Regions from separate parts of the Mus musculus genome. Here region 1 is linked to region 2. Evidence: chromatin contacts called from public HiChIP or PLAC-seq data. All regions are on one chromosome and are shown on one strand. Each heading gives the region's core, a stretch centred on a gene start, on an enhancer-like site or on the middle of the called end of the contact. The rest is flanking DNA. Distances are from core to core; before and after follow the strand shown.

Region 1 (2,700 bases), core at 181-2,680, 170 kb after region 2:
CCACCAGCGGCTGGGAAAAACATCTAACCCATGGGCCTGATGCAGGGAAAGGGGGGGTGAAAAAAGCCGCCAATTCCTGAGCTTCCCCCCCCCCACACACACACAGACACACAGACAAAACATCAATCCTTGAGCAGAAAATCCACTAATCCCTGAGCTCCCCAAATTCAGGACTTGAAATCCCACCAATCATCACTCTGGAAATCTCTGCCCTGGAAAGCCCCGCCCCCTAAGAGATCCTATATAAGCACTGCCACTTTGTCTAATTCCCTGTTGTCTGTTCCCTAGGATAGAGAGCAGCCATCCCTGGATTCATCCCTTCACACCCTGGTCCATCCAATAAATCTCTTTCATGAGATTCTTATGCCTGGTCAGAAGTGAAGAAGAAAAGAAGCAATGAAGAGAAGAAACGATGAGAAGGAGAGGGACTGAGGCTCCTGAGCTCCGCTGAGGACGCCATGCCCTGGTAGCTGCATCGCCTCTGCTGAGGAGGCTTCCTCTTAGAGCTATCTAGTTCCTCAGCTCCCATGTCTCAGGGTGCCCTTCTTTTGGGACATTGTCCCACCTCAGAGCTGTGTGGTTCCTGAGCTTCCGAGTCCCAGGAGATCCTCCCATCAGAGCAGAAACACAATGTCAAAGACCTAAGACGGAAGGTGTGGGATAAAAGCGGAAGGTGTGGGATAAAAGGAATTTGGGCACGCACGTTTGGCTAATAGGATTTTTGAGCCTCGTCAAAAAGTGGCCTCCAGATGCCCGTCCGACATTTGGTTCGGAACATAGTCTTTGTTGCATGGAATAGAAGTTTTACAGGCTGAAGCGAGGGGGAAAGGACCAAAAGTATAGAAGAAGGACTAGTTGGGAAGGATGGAGGTCAGTGAAAGAAGGGCACATGAATGAGGGTCGCTGGGGGTGAATGTGATCACAGTGCACTGTATTCAAGTATCATGATGTCAGATTTTAAAGAAAAAACGTTAAAAAACAAGCGGCCAGACAAGAACCCAATATTACAGTTTGTAACCTATCTTTCTATCCTAAGATAGGATGGAAATTATCCTAAGATATTCTCCAAGTTCCAAAGCCGTGGATGCAGCCGAAACTACCTTAGCACCCACGAGTTTCACTCACAGAGGTGGCTGGTTTTCCACAGTAACAATTCACCCAGCCAGTGCATCATTTACTACCTGGTCACAGAGCGCCGTGAAGTATCTACATTACATTAGTAGCTTACCTCTCATCCTAACCTCATGCAAGGGGGTGTCCAAGGTTCTCTTAATTTAGGAAAGGAAAAGGTTCTAGAACCAGTTTCTTTAAGAAAATAAGCTTAAGGTGGCAAACCTTGCCTGAGCACTAGGGGAGCAATCGCTGGCCCGCAGCCCTGCGGTTGCGCCTGCGCAACTGGAAGCCCTGTCGAGGGCTCATGGTCTTGTGGGAAATGTAGTCCCGCGCGCCCAGTGCGGCTGCCTGTGCCGCCAGCCTCTGGCTTCTTCAGTGACTGTGGTGAGTGCGCTTCCTCGGGCGGGTGGTCCACGGGCGGGGAGGCGGAGGCGTTCCCACTGGGAGCCCGGGGCTCTGGTGCCAAAAGAGCAGAGCCGGCCAGACAGAAAGGTGATCCTTCGTCCGCAAGGAGCACGAAGTCGCAGGTGCGCAGCTCACGCGCGCGCCAGGCCGCAGGACACCCTAACCGAGACCCCCCAGCTCGGTATCCCCCCGTACCCCGGGGTCATTCGCGCCCGACTGCTCTCCAGCTCTACCTGGCCGAGCAGCTCTGGTTCGGTATGCACTATGAATGCGTGGTAGACCCGCTCTCTGAAGCTTGGCAGGGCACGGGACCACAGTCCGGGGCTCTGGCCATTGTGTGCACCGCTGCTGGGGACCCGCCCTCTGCCTGCGAAGGAGGAGCTTGTAAAATGAGTCCTGAATAAGCAAGAACGTGCCCACCCTTTCTTTAAGTTCATTATTGGTCAACTAGAAAAATGTACGAGCGAAATCATTCGAAATTTGTCCTAAAGTCCATGTATTGTGTTATATGTATAAATAGAAACCTTTTGCTTCCAAAAAAAAAAAAAAAGATGTTAGTGCCTTTCCTCCATTCACCTTTAAAAATGGAGTTACAAAAGGCATTTTGTAAGATGCTTGAAGTGCATCTAAACCACCACCCAATGGAGATGAGAATAGCCTTAAGACACTAATTTTTAAGAGCAGTTAAAGCTGTCATTTTCACGAATGGTTCCCTTTGGACTTTTGGGCTTTTTTGTTTTTGTTGTGTTTTGTTTTTATTTTAATATTGGACATGGTACAGTTATGTCATTCTTTGTATTGCCTCTTTCCACAAAACCTTGTAGTGAAATTTCTAGGTCAACGTTATAATTAGACCTTTGGGCATCTCCTGTCTTATTCTTTCCAGAAAAGTAGCAGTTTCTAAAGATGGTTGCGGTGTTAAGAGTGACTGACGCCCCACATCAACTGGAAGTGCTGCTAGTAGCCTCTTAAGCTTTGGAGAGGTGCAAGCTAGGTGTGGTAGTGTGTGCCTTGAATCCCACAGAGGCAGGGGGATGAGTTTGAGGCCACCTGCTCCACAGAGTCTGGGCCAGCCAAGGCTACTTAGTGAGAAGACCCTCCTTCAAATAATATCCTTATGCTAAACTCCAGCCCATTTTATTCCTAACTTTTGCATCTGTTGTACAAACAGATGAATCTACA
Region 2 (2,700 bases), core at 167-2,666:
TCAGCCACCCAACCCCACTCCCTGCACCCTTGTCCTGAGCATTTCTGGGAAGGCAAGTTCTGGTGCGGTTGCCCAATCTGGACCATAAGACAGCTCTGGAAGGGGCATTTTGTTTGACAAGCACAATGCACTTTTAGATATTTTAGTTAATTGCCAACCTGTACAGGTCTGGTGGTTTCACACTGACAAGTTGAAAGCTAGCCTCCTGGCTCCCACCAGCAGAGCTGGCTGGCCTGAGTGTAGGCTCCTGCTGTCCTCCCCAGTTAATCCCATCAGCCCATGGCTTCCCTCAGGACTTCTGACCCCTGCCTGCCCCTGAAGCAACAGACCTGTCCATCTGAAGCCTGGACAGGTGTCTCTCTATACATTTTCTTACTCAGAGAGCTATGAGAACAGATTCACCCTTGGGATCGAGCCAGATGAATTAAAATCTGAGCTGGGAAATGACCTGGGCTCTAAAAGAGGCGTAAAGGTCCAAGTTCTGAATCCAGGGCTGAGAGTAGCTAGGGCAGGGGAAGTTGTAACAACGGATTTTCTTCTAGATGCCCCTTGACTGTCTTATAATCTATCTGTTAGATCTAACCAAACTCTGATTTACTTCACTCCTCAGCTCTACCCCCTTTTGGTAGCAACTAACTTACTTATCTTTCCCTAAACAGCCTTGATGTCTTGGCTTTCTGATTCACTGCTTGGGCTGTTCAATTCTCAATATCCCACTTATTTTTCCCTCCATCCACTGCAACCTGTCCCCGTCTAAGACCTCCCTTCTCGAAGCTGGAATAGTTCAGAGCCTGTTGTCTTTTCCTGGCGAGGTGGCAGATACTCACGTTTCAAGTGTTTGCCAAAGCGCCTGAACTCTGGTCACCATCTAGAACTATTAGAAAGCTCTGCGGGACCACCTTGCAGTCAGTGAGAAAGAACAAGCCGACTGCCAGCTGACAATTCCCCTAAAATGCTCCTGGGTGCCGCCAATGCAGCGACCAGGTTTAATACTGAGTCAGACAGCCCCTCCTTCCCCGGAGGAGCAGCAGATGACAGGCGGGGGCGGTGGTAAAGCTGGGAAGACCACGCGCTTTGCACTGCAGTCTCCCAGCCTTGGCCACAGGAAAGACTGTGCAGGGACCCACCACGCCAAGTTTCAAATGTCAAAGAATCCTCTGGGAACCTTGCTTCTTTCCTATTCACTTGGAACATACAACTGATCGGTTAACAGCAGTATTTCTTTCGAAAACAAACAAACAAACAAACAAAACAAGACGAATGACCCAAACCAGGAGCGAGTAGTGTGCAGGTGAGCTAACCTGCATCTCAAATGGAATGGACCTTATGTGCAGCCTCCTCCAGCCCGGCTCGTACCTGACTCCTGGCCCTTGATGGGATGTCCTGGGCACTGCGCGATGAGCAACAAGCCTATGCAATTGTGACTCAAATTTTATTGGCAAACATCAACTCCCTCGTCGGTTCCTAGGACTCTGTTCCGCAGGACCCTATTTTATGAGGACACTTCGCTACGGTTCATCCACTTGGACCATTTCCAAATCTCAAATGGCTTCTGGAGACAAACTGGGTACACCAAGTGGGAGGGACCAGGTTCGGTTTTGAAAGTGCACCATCAAAGTTATGCACCATAAAAAGTTATGTTCTAGAGCAGGTACAAGGCTGGTCTGAGTACACTGCAGCTTAGCAGCCACGCCTCCTAATCCTCCAAAGGTCCTCACCCTCGCTGGCTCCGCCCCAGAGCTCTTCTTCTGGCGCTCCACCTGCTTCCACTCTGCATAGTGGTTGCCTTCGAATTCCTGGAAAGCTGCTGCTCCCTCAGAGACACTGAGACATGCTGTTGTCCTGACAACAGAGACCTAGCACTTGAAAAAGCCAGGAAGAATGTCAATGGATGCTGCTTTAAATCCAGATTCAAGGATATAGGAAAAACTGGTTGGTAGGGCAGGGGTAAGAAAACATCGATGTTAAGCTATACAGGCTGAGCTTCAAGAGCCTGGGTGGGGTCGGTGGGCATCTCAAACTGGGGACATTGTGTTGCCCCACCTCTTCTTCACCAATCGAGTTTGTGCTTCGCAGGATTGAATTTATCCCAAGTCCCTAGAAGAGGTTTTCACAGTTTGAAACCAACTGTCACTCCCATTGCGTCCTATACACACTGGCACTAGTCAAGTCAGAGACAGCAGCCAGGAGAAGAGGTGTGCTGGGGCTTTGAGGAAAATCTGCTTACTTATCTCACAGCAGCAAGTCCTAGGAGAGACCAAGGCTTTTACCCTAAGCAATGTGTGTGGAGATGCAGATTCTAGGGTTGCACAGCCATTTGTCAATGCACGGAGATTGCTGGGCTACATACAGGGATGGAGGCTGTTTGGTGGAACGCACAGATAACAACAATTCCATTTAAGGCAGAGTAGGGAGGGCTGATACTGACCAAAAACCAGGCTTAGGCTACATAGCCCTTAGCCCTGACTTGAGGTCCTGAGTCTGCCAGCTAGGCTCCGTTTCCTAAAGCTTCCACAAGATCCCAAGACAGCATGGCCAGCTGAGGACTGAGTGTTCAAGGGACATCTGTGTCTGTGAGGACATTTGCATTCAAACCCTGCCTGCCAGCAGCTCAAGGAGAAGGCCTCACTCAGCCTTGTGCTTGCACCTTTCATCAGGTGTGGGTTTGACACGAATCCACAAGTGGGCTCTTCTCCCCAC

Evidence for each region. HiChIP or PLAC-seq counts read pairs in DNA pulled down with a chosen protein or histone mark.
Region 1: a contact with region 2 is called in an H3K27ac HiChIP or PLAC-seq map of embryonic stem cells, with 5 read pairs. The contact joins the promoter of Zfp2 here to the promoter of 9230009I02Rik in region 2. A contact is called at or near these places in 1 of 484 Hi-C or Micro-C datasets (liver), 1 of 115 datasets of contacts at active chromatin or transcription factors (embryonic stem cells) and 1 of 9 other capture datasets (liver).

What each region holds. Positions count from the first base shown.
Region 1 is chr11:50,914,906-50,917,605 of GRCm38.p6, reverse strand. Zfp2 (zinc finger protein 2) reads left to right here and starts at 1,430. Exons shown (of 6, transcript NM_001044698.2): 1 at 1,430-1,497.
Region 2 is chr11:51,083,803-51,086,502 of GRCm38.p6, reverse strand. It overlaps 9230009I02Rik (RIKEN cDNA 9230009I02 gene), which reads right to left and starts at 1,416. Exons shown (of 3, transcript NR_045865.1): 1 at 1,357-1,416.